Linked DNA regions of Sus scrofa: region 1 is linked to region 2. Evidence: chromatin contacts called from public HiChIP or PLAC-seq data. All regions are on one chromosome and are shown on one strand. The core of a region is the stretch at or near the end of the contact, and the rest is flanking DNA. Distances in the headings are between cores, read along the strand shown.

What was found. HiChIP or PLAC-seq counts read pairs in DNA pulled down with a chosen protein or histone mark.
Region 1: a contact with region 2 is called in an H3K27ac HiChIP or PLAC-seq map of alveolar macrophages. The contact joins the promoter of DYNC1I2 here to the promoter of GORASP2 in region 2. A contact is called at or near these places in 1 of 5 promoter capture datasets (liver), 2 of 47 Hi-C or Micro-C datasets (heart right ventricle and skeletal muscle) and 1 of 2 datasets of contacts at active chromatin or transcription factors (alveolar macrophages).

Annotation. Positions count from the first base shown.
Region 1 is chr15:77,800,375-77,805,660 of Sscrofa11.1, forward strand. DYNC1I2 (dynein cytoplasmic 1 intermediate chain 2) reads left to right here and starts at 3,227. Exons shown (of 17, transcript NM_001243495.1): 1 at 3,227-3,368; 2 at 4,414-4,530. The coding sequence starts at 4,423.
Region 2 is chr15:77,096,212-77,101,075 of Sscrofa11.1, forward strand. It overlaps GORASP2 (Golgi reassembly-stacking protein 2), which reads left to right and starts at 3,097. Exons shown (of 11, transcript XM_021074828.1): 1 at 3,097-3,344. The coding sequence starts at 3,282. It overlaps LOC110256942 (a long non-coding RNA gene), which reads left to right and starts at 2,964. Exons shown (of 1, transcript XR_002339024.1): 1 at 2,964-3,347.

The sequences.
Region 1 (5,286 bases), core at 1,977-4,476, 700 kb after region 2:
CGCCCCAAATGTGTACAAATTGAATATAATCACAACCAAAATCCCAATGGCCTTTTTTGCAAGAATAAAAATATCCTTCCTAAAATTCACATGGAATTATTAAAATTAAGAAAACGAAAAAACAACCCTCCCCCACAAAGTTGGAGGTCTCACACGTCTTGATTTCAAAACTTACTACAAAGTCACAGTTATCAAACCATTTCCGTGATTCTTAAAGTTCTCTTTTATGTCTTCCGCAGTTAGTCGCTCTCTCCATCCCAACCCTAGGCAATCCCTGATCTGCCTTTGTTATTGTCTTGGATTCTGCCTTATCTAAGATTTCATTGAAATGCAATCAGTATATAGTCATTTATGTCTGGTTTCTTTCACTTAGCATGCTATTTTCAGGATTCATTCTTGCCATTGCATATATGAATAGTTCATTCCTCTCCGTTGCTGAATAATATTCTCTAGTATTGATATATTACAATTTTATCCATTTTCCAGTTGATGGGCATTAGGGTTATTTCCAGGATTGATTTTTGTGTGTGTGTGTGTTTGTTTTTTGTTTTTGTTTTTGTTTTTTCAGTTACATTCAACTTTGTCAAGTTCTGGATTTCTCTTTATCCTATTTGCAACTAATTGGAATTCTTGAATTTGTGGATTGGTGATTTTCACCAGTTGTGGTAAAAATGTTTGTAATTGCTTTGTTTGTAATTGCTTCTGCTCTACTCTCTCTTCCCTTCCTTTCTAGAAGTTTGTGAGGTGCTTGTTAGACCTACTCCTATTCCCCATGTTTCTAAATCTTTCTTACATATTGTTTTTTTGTTTTTGTTTTTGTTTCTCCATAGTGCATTCTGGGTAGTTTCTTTAGTACTATCTTCCAATTAAACACAAATTTTCTCTTCTTGACCTGCCCCTGATATTTCTAGGACCCTGGGAAAGAGTATAAATGAAAGCTATATACTATATAAATATATTTAAAAGTTAAAAATCAAGCTAATAAAGAATTAAATAGAATATATGTATTCCATCCTCCAATCTTGACAAAGACTGGGTTTGAATTTAAAATTCTTAGATACCTGGAGCTCTGCCCTACATTGTAGTGACAGAGAAAGAGCTGACTCCTAAATGCCAGCCCCAAACTCGTGTCTTTCTCCTCAGCGCCACACCACACTGCAAAGGACATCAAGTGTACACATTTATTTATTTATTTTAAAATCTTTTTTGGCCGTTACATGGCATATGGAGTTCCTGGGCCAGGAATCATATCTGAATCACAGTTACAACCTACGGAAACACGGGATCCTTAACCCACTGTGCCAGGCCAGGGTTGCAACCTTCGTCCCAGCACTCCGGAGATGCAGCAGGTCTCGTTGCACCATAGTGTGAACTCCCAAGTGCACATATTTAGACACCAAACTTACTAATCCATATAGTACCTGCACATAGTGGGTAATCAATAGCAATTTTTTAAATTGGTAAATGGAGTCTCAATATTAGGAAAAAATAAAAAATTAAAAGGTAATACAGTAATAAAGCTCTTTGAAAGTTTAGGTTATGGGGGAAAATCTTGGAATGTGAAGGATATTCTTTCTCAGATTTATTTCTGAGAAATTTATCTTGTATATAGGCAGGGCATGACAAGGTAAAGACTAGACAAAGGCCCAAGTATTCAGATTTTGAATCCTAAGGATTACCGCTAGATTTGGGCAATGTCCTTCTAGAATATGATAAAAACATTAGTTTGGTATAAGCTTTAATTCTTGCCAGATAATGTTTTAAATTAAGTAATTTTTAAAAATTGATTCAATCCACATATTTCCAGTAAATTCATATTCTTATAACTTTTGCTTTCTTTGTGTATTAAAAAATCTAAAAAGACAAAAAAAAATCTAAAATGGTGGGAACATTCTTGCTTGGTTTAGATTTCAATAGTATGAAACGTTTTCTTTTCAAAAATTGTTTGAGAGAAAACCCAAATGCTACCTACCACATTGCAACAAAACACTGAGAAATTATTATTTGCTATACTGATTAACATATTCTTACTGATTCATTGATTGTAACAATAATCATTTTATTTGCAAGCTCAAATAAATATTCCATGTGTACAGGCTGAAATTTAAGAGGAAATACAGGAATCAGAGGCTTTATTGATAATTTTCATAACAGTAACACTCCCAATGAGCAAATTTACAACCACAAACACTAGTAAAAACTGAGTAAGGATTTATAAATCTTTTTCTTTTTTTTTTTTTTTTTAGGGCCACACCTGTGGCATATGTAAGTTCCTAGGCTAGGAGTTGAATCCAAGCTGCAGCTGCCAGCCTACACAACAGCCACAGCAATGCCAGATCAGAGAGGCATATGCAACCTATGCAGCACTTTGCAGCAACATCAGATCCTTAACCTACTGAGTGTGACCAGGAATTGAACCTGCATGCTCATGAATACTAGTTGGGTTCTTAACCTGCTGAGCCACAACAGAAACTCCGACAAATCTTTTTCTAATTAAACACAATTTCTCACATTTTTTGACAGAATTATGTTACACTACACTTTCAAAATTAATATTTTATATTTTGCTTAAGATGACACATGAAACCTCTATACCGTGGTTGGTTGGTTTGCTTTTGTTTTTTTGTTTCTAATACTGATAATACATACTGTAAAAAGTGTTCTTCAGATGTGCAGTGTAATACATAGGTTCACCACTGGAAAATAACATTTTTTAAAATTAGCAATGTAGAGTCAAAGATCCTAAGATATAACACATACAACATTGGGAGAACTGACCAACAGATGAGACTACAATAAAGAGAAGTGTGATAAGTTTCTTTTGGGAAACTTGAAGGCCTGTACATGGGCAAGCCAAAGACTAAGAAATACTACATGTCCCAGCACACTTTGCGACTACCATTGGCCACAACTCCCAGAGTGCATTGCTTGCCTCACGCAGGTTTCTCTTGAAGCTGGGGCTTGTAGTTCTCCCAGATAGTTTCAATCTGTGCGGCAAGGGCGGCGTTTGCTTACCCAGCCCCAGGCAATTAGGCTTAGTCTTTCCGTTTTCGGCAAAGCGGAAACACTTCGCGCCCCTGGGTGGATTCTTTGTCTCATCTCTTGGCTTCATCTTCACACAGGTAAGTCGCAGAGGGGCTGCAATTCCCCACAGCAGAGCCCCTCACTTCCTTTTTGGAGCGACCTCGTTGTGGTGAAGCCATTTGTCCCTACTCTCTTGCCGTAGCAGCCGCCGCCCATCCCTCTTTGTGTGCTTGGGCAAGCCGTGGAGCTAGTGGCGGCGACTGTTGGCGTTGAAGGCAAAGGAGAGGGGACGTTACGGGGAAGTTGCTGACAGGCGGTCTCTTCCACACCCCGCCATCTGACAGGTGGGTTGACTGCCCTTCGCTCTGGGCCCTTCTGTCTCCTGTGTCTCACGTTAGGACTCTAGGGGCGGCTTGGCAGTATCTGCTGACAGCGCCGCCCGGTCTGGTTCCCGGAGGGAGAGGCGGGAAGAGCCAGGTGCGGTGACTCAGGAAGGCCGGGGAAAACGACTGCATCCCTTCCCTTCTGGACCCTACGGAGGTGCCCCGAGGAGCCTCGAGGCGTGTCGAGGCCCCCTCCCCCGGACGCCCTGTTCTGGACCGCGCCCTCTTAGCCGTGACCCCAGGGGAGAAGTGACTTCTTTTCCCCTTGCTCCATTTTATAAAGAAAAGTCATTACTACTTGCGTTGACAGCGTTTTCCCTCACCCAGTCTGTGCTGCCAAGTACCCGAATGCGGAGGTTGTAGCACAAAATTCCAGAGACTATTTCTTCCTTGGAGTTTTAAGAAAGTGAACATGTCAGTCTTGAGGCTCCGGCCTCTGTGAGATAGAGCGGGGCCTGTCAGCTGTATGCAGTTATTCCGTCACTTTGTTGTTGGGCTTTGACTAAAAACATACATACTTTATTTTACAGTTATTGATGGTAATTTGGGGGTTTTGCTTGTCCTTAATATTAGTTTTACACGGTAGTTTTAGAATTCATAGGAATTTTGTCTCACCGCCTGTTTTATTCAGTTTCTAGGAATGAATGCAAAACTTTGGTAATAGATTTGATCCGTGTTTTGTAGCCTAGGAGCTTTTAATGCCAACCCCTTATCATTTGTTTTAAGAGCCAGAGACATTGTGTTACGTTTGGGCATGTGAACATTAAAGGTGCTAGCTACCGTGGTCAACTCTGAATATTTATTTCTTATATACATTTGTTTATAGTGTTTTTCCGGTGTTAGTAATATATATGCTTCCATTATTTTAAAAGTAGAGTTTCTGTGTTCTCTTTAGACAGAATTGAACTATATGGTCTCTTGAGACAGTTCTTAAAGACTAATTTTTTAAAAAAGTGCTGCTTTTGCCAGTGGAATGATGATTGTAAATAATTATATGCTTCTTAAGGTCTCAAACATGTCTGACAAAAGTGAATTAAAGGCAGAGTTGGAACGTAAGAAGCAGCGATTGGCCCAAATCAGAGAGGAAAAGAAGAGGAAAGAAGAAGAAAGGAAGAAAAAGGAAGTATGTTTGACTTTTTAAAAATATACATAAAATAATTGGATTTTAAGTACTTATACCTCTAGATAATACTTTGAGTACAGATAAAAATCCCAGCAGTTGTGACTGTAAATATAGCACTCTAGGTGAAAAGTTCAAAGTACATATTTAGTCTTCTAGGAGTATGTTTACTATATAGAGCAAGAAGCATCTGCCTTGTTAGAGCTTATAAAACTTGGCTATGTGAAATTTCCCTCAGCTCAGTGGACCCCACTAGTATCCATGAGGATGTGGGTTTAGTTTCTGGCCTTGCTCAGTGGGTTAAGGATCCAACATTGCCATGAGCTGTGGTGTAGGTGGCAGACATAGCTTGGATCTGGCATTACTGTGGCTGTGGTGTAGGTTGGCAGCTGCAGCTCCAGTTAGACCCCTGGCCGGGGAACTTCCATATGCTGCAGATGTGGCCCTAAAAAAAAAAAAAAAAAAAAAAAAAAAGAATAAAAGTCATATGTATCATAACTTAGTTTGGAATTCAAACTTATCTGAATATTTTACTAGTCTGAACTGCTGGTAATTTCTTAGAATAGATAATGGCAAAGAGAAATATGCATTATTAATTAGGGGATTGTTTAATTGGTATTATTATCATGAGTTAGTCACTGAAATATCTTTATGGGTATCCATGCAAATATCTGCATGGGTGGTGGGTCTGATACTATCATAAAGGTGAACTAGGTACTTATGTCTTCTGATCTGGGGCATCATTTCATCATGTGTGGC
Region 2 (4,864 bases), core at 1,847-4,346:
AATCTCAAGTCAGGTGAGCCTTGCACCTCACATTCTGCCAGCTGCCCCTAAAGAAATAGCACAGGTTTTTTTGTTTTTTGTTTTTTGCCATTTTCTTGGACCGCTCCCGAGGCACATGGAGGTTCCCAGGCTAGGGGTCCAATCGGAGCTGCAGCTGCCAGCCTACACCAGAGCCACAGCAATGCAGGATCGGAGCTGAATCTGCAACCTACACCACAGCTCCCGGCAACACCAGATCCTTAACCCACTGAGCAAGGCCAGGGATGGAACCTGCACCTACCGTGTTCCCAGCACCCAACCAGGAACTGAGAATCTAAAGGTGAAAAAACATGATCCTCACCCTGAATGAATGGAGTATAAATGACGAAAGAGAGGCCTGTGAGGATGATGAAGTAACCAGCAAGGAAGAAACTAACTAGTCCAAGAATTCGGGGTAAGGAGAGAGTCACTCTGAATTTAAGAATAAATAACATTTGAGATAAGGCCTTAAGGGATTAGTTAGAATTTTTTTAAATAGAAAATGTAGGAGAGAACATCCCTGATATATGGATGAAGTTGAATAAAGTCAAGAAGGTAAGAAGGTATGCGGGGAGTTCCCCCTTGTGGCTTAGCGGGTTAAGAAACCAGACATAGTGTTTGCGAGGATGTGGCTTCCATCGCTGACCTCGCTCAGTAGCTTAAGGGACTGGTATTGCTGCAAGCTGTGGTGTAGGTCACAGATGCAGCTTGGTCTGGCATTGACTGTGGCGAATCAGCAGCTGCAGCTCCGATTCGACCCCTAGCCCAGGAACTTTCATATGCTGCAAGTGCAGCTGTAAAAGAAAAAGAGAAAGAAAGGAAGAAAGAGGAGTTCCCTTCATGGCTCAGTGGTTAACAAATCCAACTAGGAATCATGGGGTTGCGGGTTCGATCCCTGGCCTTGCTCAGTGGGTTAAGGATCCGGCGTTGCTGTGAGCTGTGGTGTAGGTTGCAGATGCGGCTCGGATCCCACGTTGCTGTGGCTGTGGTGTAGGTCACAGACGTGGCTTAGATCCTGCATTGCTGTGGCTCTGGTGTAGACTGGCAGCTGCAGCTCCAATTGGACCCCAGCCTGGGAACCTCCATATGCTGTGATTGTGGCCTTATAAAGCAAAAAAAAAAAAAAGAAAGAGAGAGAGGGGGAGGGAGGAAGGAAGGAAGGGGAAAGGAAGAAAAGAAAGAAAAAGGAGGAGGGAAAGAAAGAAGGAAAGAAAGAGAAGAGTAAATGGTCTGTATGGGAAATGCAGGTACTCACAGGGCTGCAACACAGCAGCTTTAAGCAGGGGCTGGAGTTGCGCATCCACTACCTCAGGTCCACAGCTGGTGTTCTGCAAACTATGGCTCCTGTCAGATGTCTGGGAAACAAAAATTTTGACCACTGAACATAGCAACAGCTTATAACACCACCACGAAGAGGATTATAATTGCCAAGCAGAACAAGAATATTTATCAACAAATCTAGCTCTTATACTTACTCCTTTGCGTCAAATTCATTAATTTGTTGAATTAACTGCCAGGTACTCTATTAGGTATTAGGAATACAGAGCTGACTCCACTGCATTCCCTGTCCTTGAGAAGCCTCATAACTGGAGATATCATCTGAATCTTTATATATGTCCCAGGCCTCCTAAAAACCTGGTATTGGTTTATGGACAGCAGAGAAAGAAAAATGATTTTTTTATTTTAAAATTCTAAATACTCTTCTATTGTTACAAAAGCAGTCCATGAGTATTTCAGAATGTAGCACCAGCAAAGACAAACCAAACCAAAAAAAAAAAAAAAAAAAAAAATTCCATCACTACCAAGGGGTCACCATAGTAATGCTTGGTTCATATCTTGCTACATCTTCATACACATACTCTGCGTTAAGGTGTATTTGGTTTACAAAAATATGTCTGTATTGTTTACAGACATATTTTGCCTTATAACCTGGTCTTTTTTCAGTCAATAATTTCCACTTTTCCAGGACAATTAATGCTTTACCTTCAAATTCTCAGTATTCACATTTTCCCAATTGAGCCCAAACTGTCCTTTACAGCTTATTTTTCCAAATCAACCCCTAACTCATGGCCTTTCATTGCACCTCCTGGCTATATTCTTGATTATTTCTTTTAATCCAGTATAAACTCTTTCTTGTTATTCCGATTTGATGAAAAGAACTGGCCAGCTGTTATGAAAAACGGCTCACTTCCTGTATTTTTGCCTGGTTGCTTCCTTGTGAAATCATTTTACTTATTCCTCTATCCTCTCTTCCTGTAAATTGGAAGATCTAACTAAAGGTGTGAAAGGAGCAAGGTAAACATTTTGGACCAGAGTACTTCACAGGTGATAACAGGTACTTCATGTTGCTTCACATCAGAATACACATGCTCTGATATCTGGTTGATCCACCGTAAGTGATACTCAAATTGACCCGTGGGCAATGGCCATAACTGCGGGGTTTTAGAAGGGAAGGGGCAAAAGGAGCAACCGAGTAGGAAAACTGTGACCACAAGTTGGCTAACTGAAGGAAGCGGGGTGGAGAACTGAGCAGCAGGCGGTGGAACTCCAAGGGCATCCAACTGTGCTCCCCACTCGGGCACCGCTCAGTTTGTGACGATCTTTTTCTCATAATTAGGGGAAAAAAAACAAAGAACTTCGGCGGGTCCTCCATGACTCTTTAGGACAAGTGCTTTATGAAGGGAGCGTTTTCCTTTATAAAGAGGTGAGCGGAAGCGCTATCTGCCCACGAAGATACCCTACCACGCTCCTCCGTACAACCTGGGAGGAGTACTTTAAACTCAGAGAAGAGGGAACTCGTAGTGTTTGCATCCACCCGGTTCTTTTCAACAGCAGCCCCTTCCTGGTCTCTGGCCACCAGGCGGAGCTACAATCAAACAACTCTTCTTGCAGGCTAGCGGGAACGCGGCTTAGATGAATCTTGTCAAGCCCAGGGACCCGTAGCAAGGTGCCAAGGCTGGATGAACCGTATTTCTGCTCTCTCGCGAGCACGAGTAAGGCCCCTCCCCACCTTCCCGCTCCCCCCTCCCCTCGCCTGCTGTACGCTCAGGCTCCTCCCGGTGGTTCGCGGCAGGTGGCGCTGTCGGCGGCGTCGCTGCGGCCCCAGCTGCCGAGGCGACGATCTCCCAGCGGGCAGCGCGGCCCGGCTCTCCCGAGGCAGCGAGTGCCACGTCCCAAGTGCTACGCGGAGGAGCGGAGCGGGTGGTGCGCGGGAGGCGGGAGCTGCGCGAAGCCCGGCCCGGCCACACTGATCGCCCGCCGCCATGGGCTCCTCGCAGAGCGTCGAGATCCCAGGCGGGGGCACGGAGGGCTACCACGTCCTGCGGGTAAGAGCATCGACGGCGGCGCGGGGGTGGCGGGCTGGAGGCGGGGCCCGGTCACGGGGAGGCTGAGGCCCCGACGGGCTTCTTCTTGGGGCAGCCAGGCCGGACCCCGAGAAGGAGCGGCGAGTGCCGGCGCTGCGTTGGCCGAGGCCGGTTCGAGAGGCCGCTCGCATCCCGCCTACCCCGGACTCTCCGGGCCCAGCATCCGGAAGGAGAGGCTGGAGCCAGAGGTGGCAGCCTACGATTTGGCCGGGGGCGGCCCAGGCGAAGAGGGCAACCTCGGCTCCTTTTCCTTTTGAGAGCCTTCTCTGCCCCTCTCCCCTTCATTCTTAGCTCCCAAAGTCAAGGAAGGCTTGGGGGCAAAGTCTGTAAAAGAGGTGATGGTGAAGGTAGCGTTTCTTTTCTGTGAAAAGGAAGTCTGGAATCCGCAGGCTAGGGGAGGGGGATGCGACGGCAGGTGTTAATCTACCTCGGCGCTGTCTGGATGTCGGGAAAGGCCAATTAGGCAAACAAAACGAAATGGCCTAGAAGCAGGTTCGACGTACTTAAATCTGCTTGATTTTCAACTGGACTTTCTTCTGTCCTGTGTCGCTCCTGACCTTTCCAACGCTCCTCTTCCACATTTCCTGCCCAGGGGAACTTCCGTTCTCTTTTTTCTAAGTCTGCTCAGGGTGTGGTGGTGATGAATGTTTAGATCCACAGTGTAAAAGAGGTAAATGGAGAGGAACGTTAAAAAAAAAAAAAAAATCAGGTAAATAAAGGAAAGCAACCTCAGTCCCCAGGACGCAGGGAAACAGTATCTCTGAAAGCATTAGCTAAGTCCCTGCTATGAATAGCCTGGGTTGTTCAGAGCATGTGGTCCTTTCCTCGTGGAACTGAGTGTCTTTAAAAGTAGCAATGTTGATTGTGTGCGTGACACCTGCGTGAGTGATAACATGATGGACTGTCAGCAAACTAGCCCCAATCTGGAGCACCATTCAGTGTAACTAGATATTAGCTCCTGGCTAATTTTCACTGAAAGTAGGAAAGCTCAATCCGTGGTGCTACAGCCATGTTCTCCCTTAGGTCCCATGTTTGAGGTGAGACAGCATTCTTAAACTAAATTACCAGAAGTCTGCTTGATAGGGCTGTCATCAGTCACCTTTCTGATCTTCAGGATTATCACATCTAGTTGCCTCTCCACTCTGCTAAAAATCCCTGTTGAAGCCACACTCTTGGTAGGAGAGTATGATTTTCCCAGAAAATACAGAGAATGTATAAATAAACTATTACCTTCTAATTCCCTTCAGCTAAGCCAGCCCCCAAGTACCACGCTGACGGAAATGGAGGGAGAATGGTCAAATCCCAGTTGTGAAGTGAAACTTGGTGGCAGTACTTTTCTATTCTCTGGTTTGATTCTGAGTTCCTCTGCTTTTGGACTATGTTGTCCAGTATTACCAGATGATTCTCACAGTTGCTGATTGTGGCCATGAATACTGGGATTCGTGATATTTTTATAATTCATGCACTAGGTAAAGCAGTGT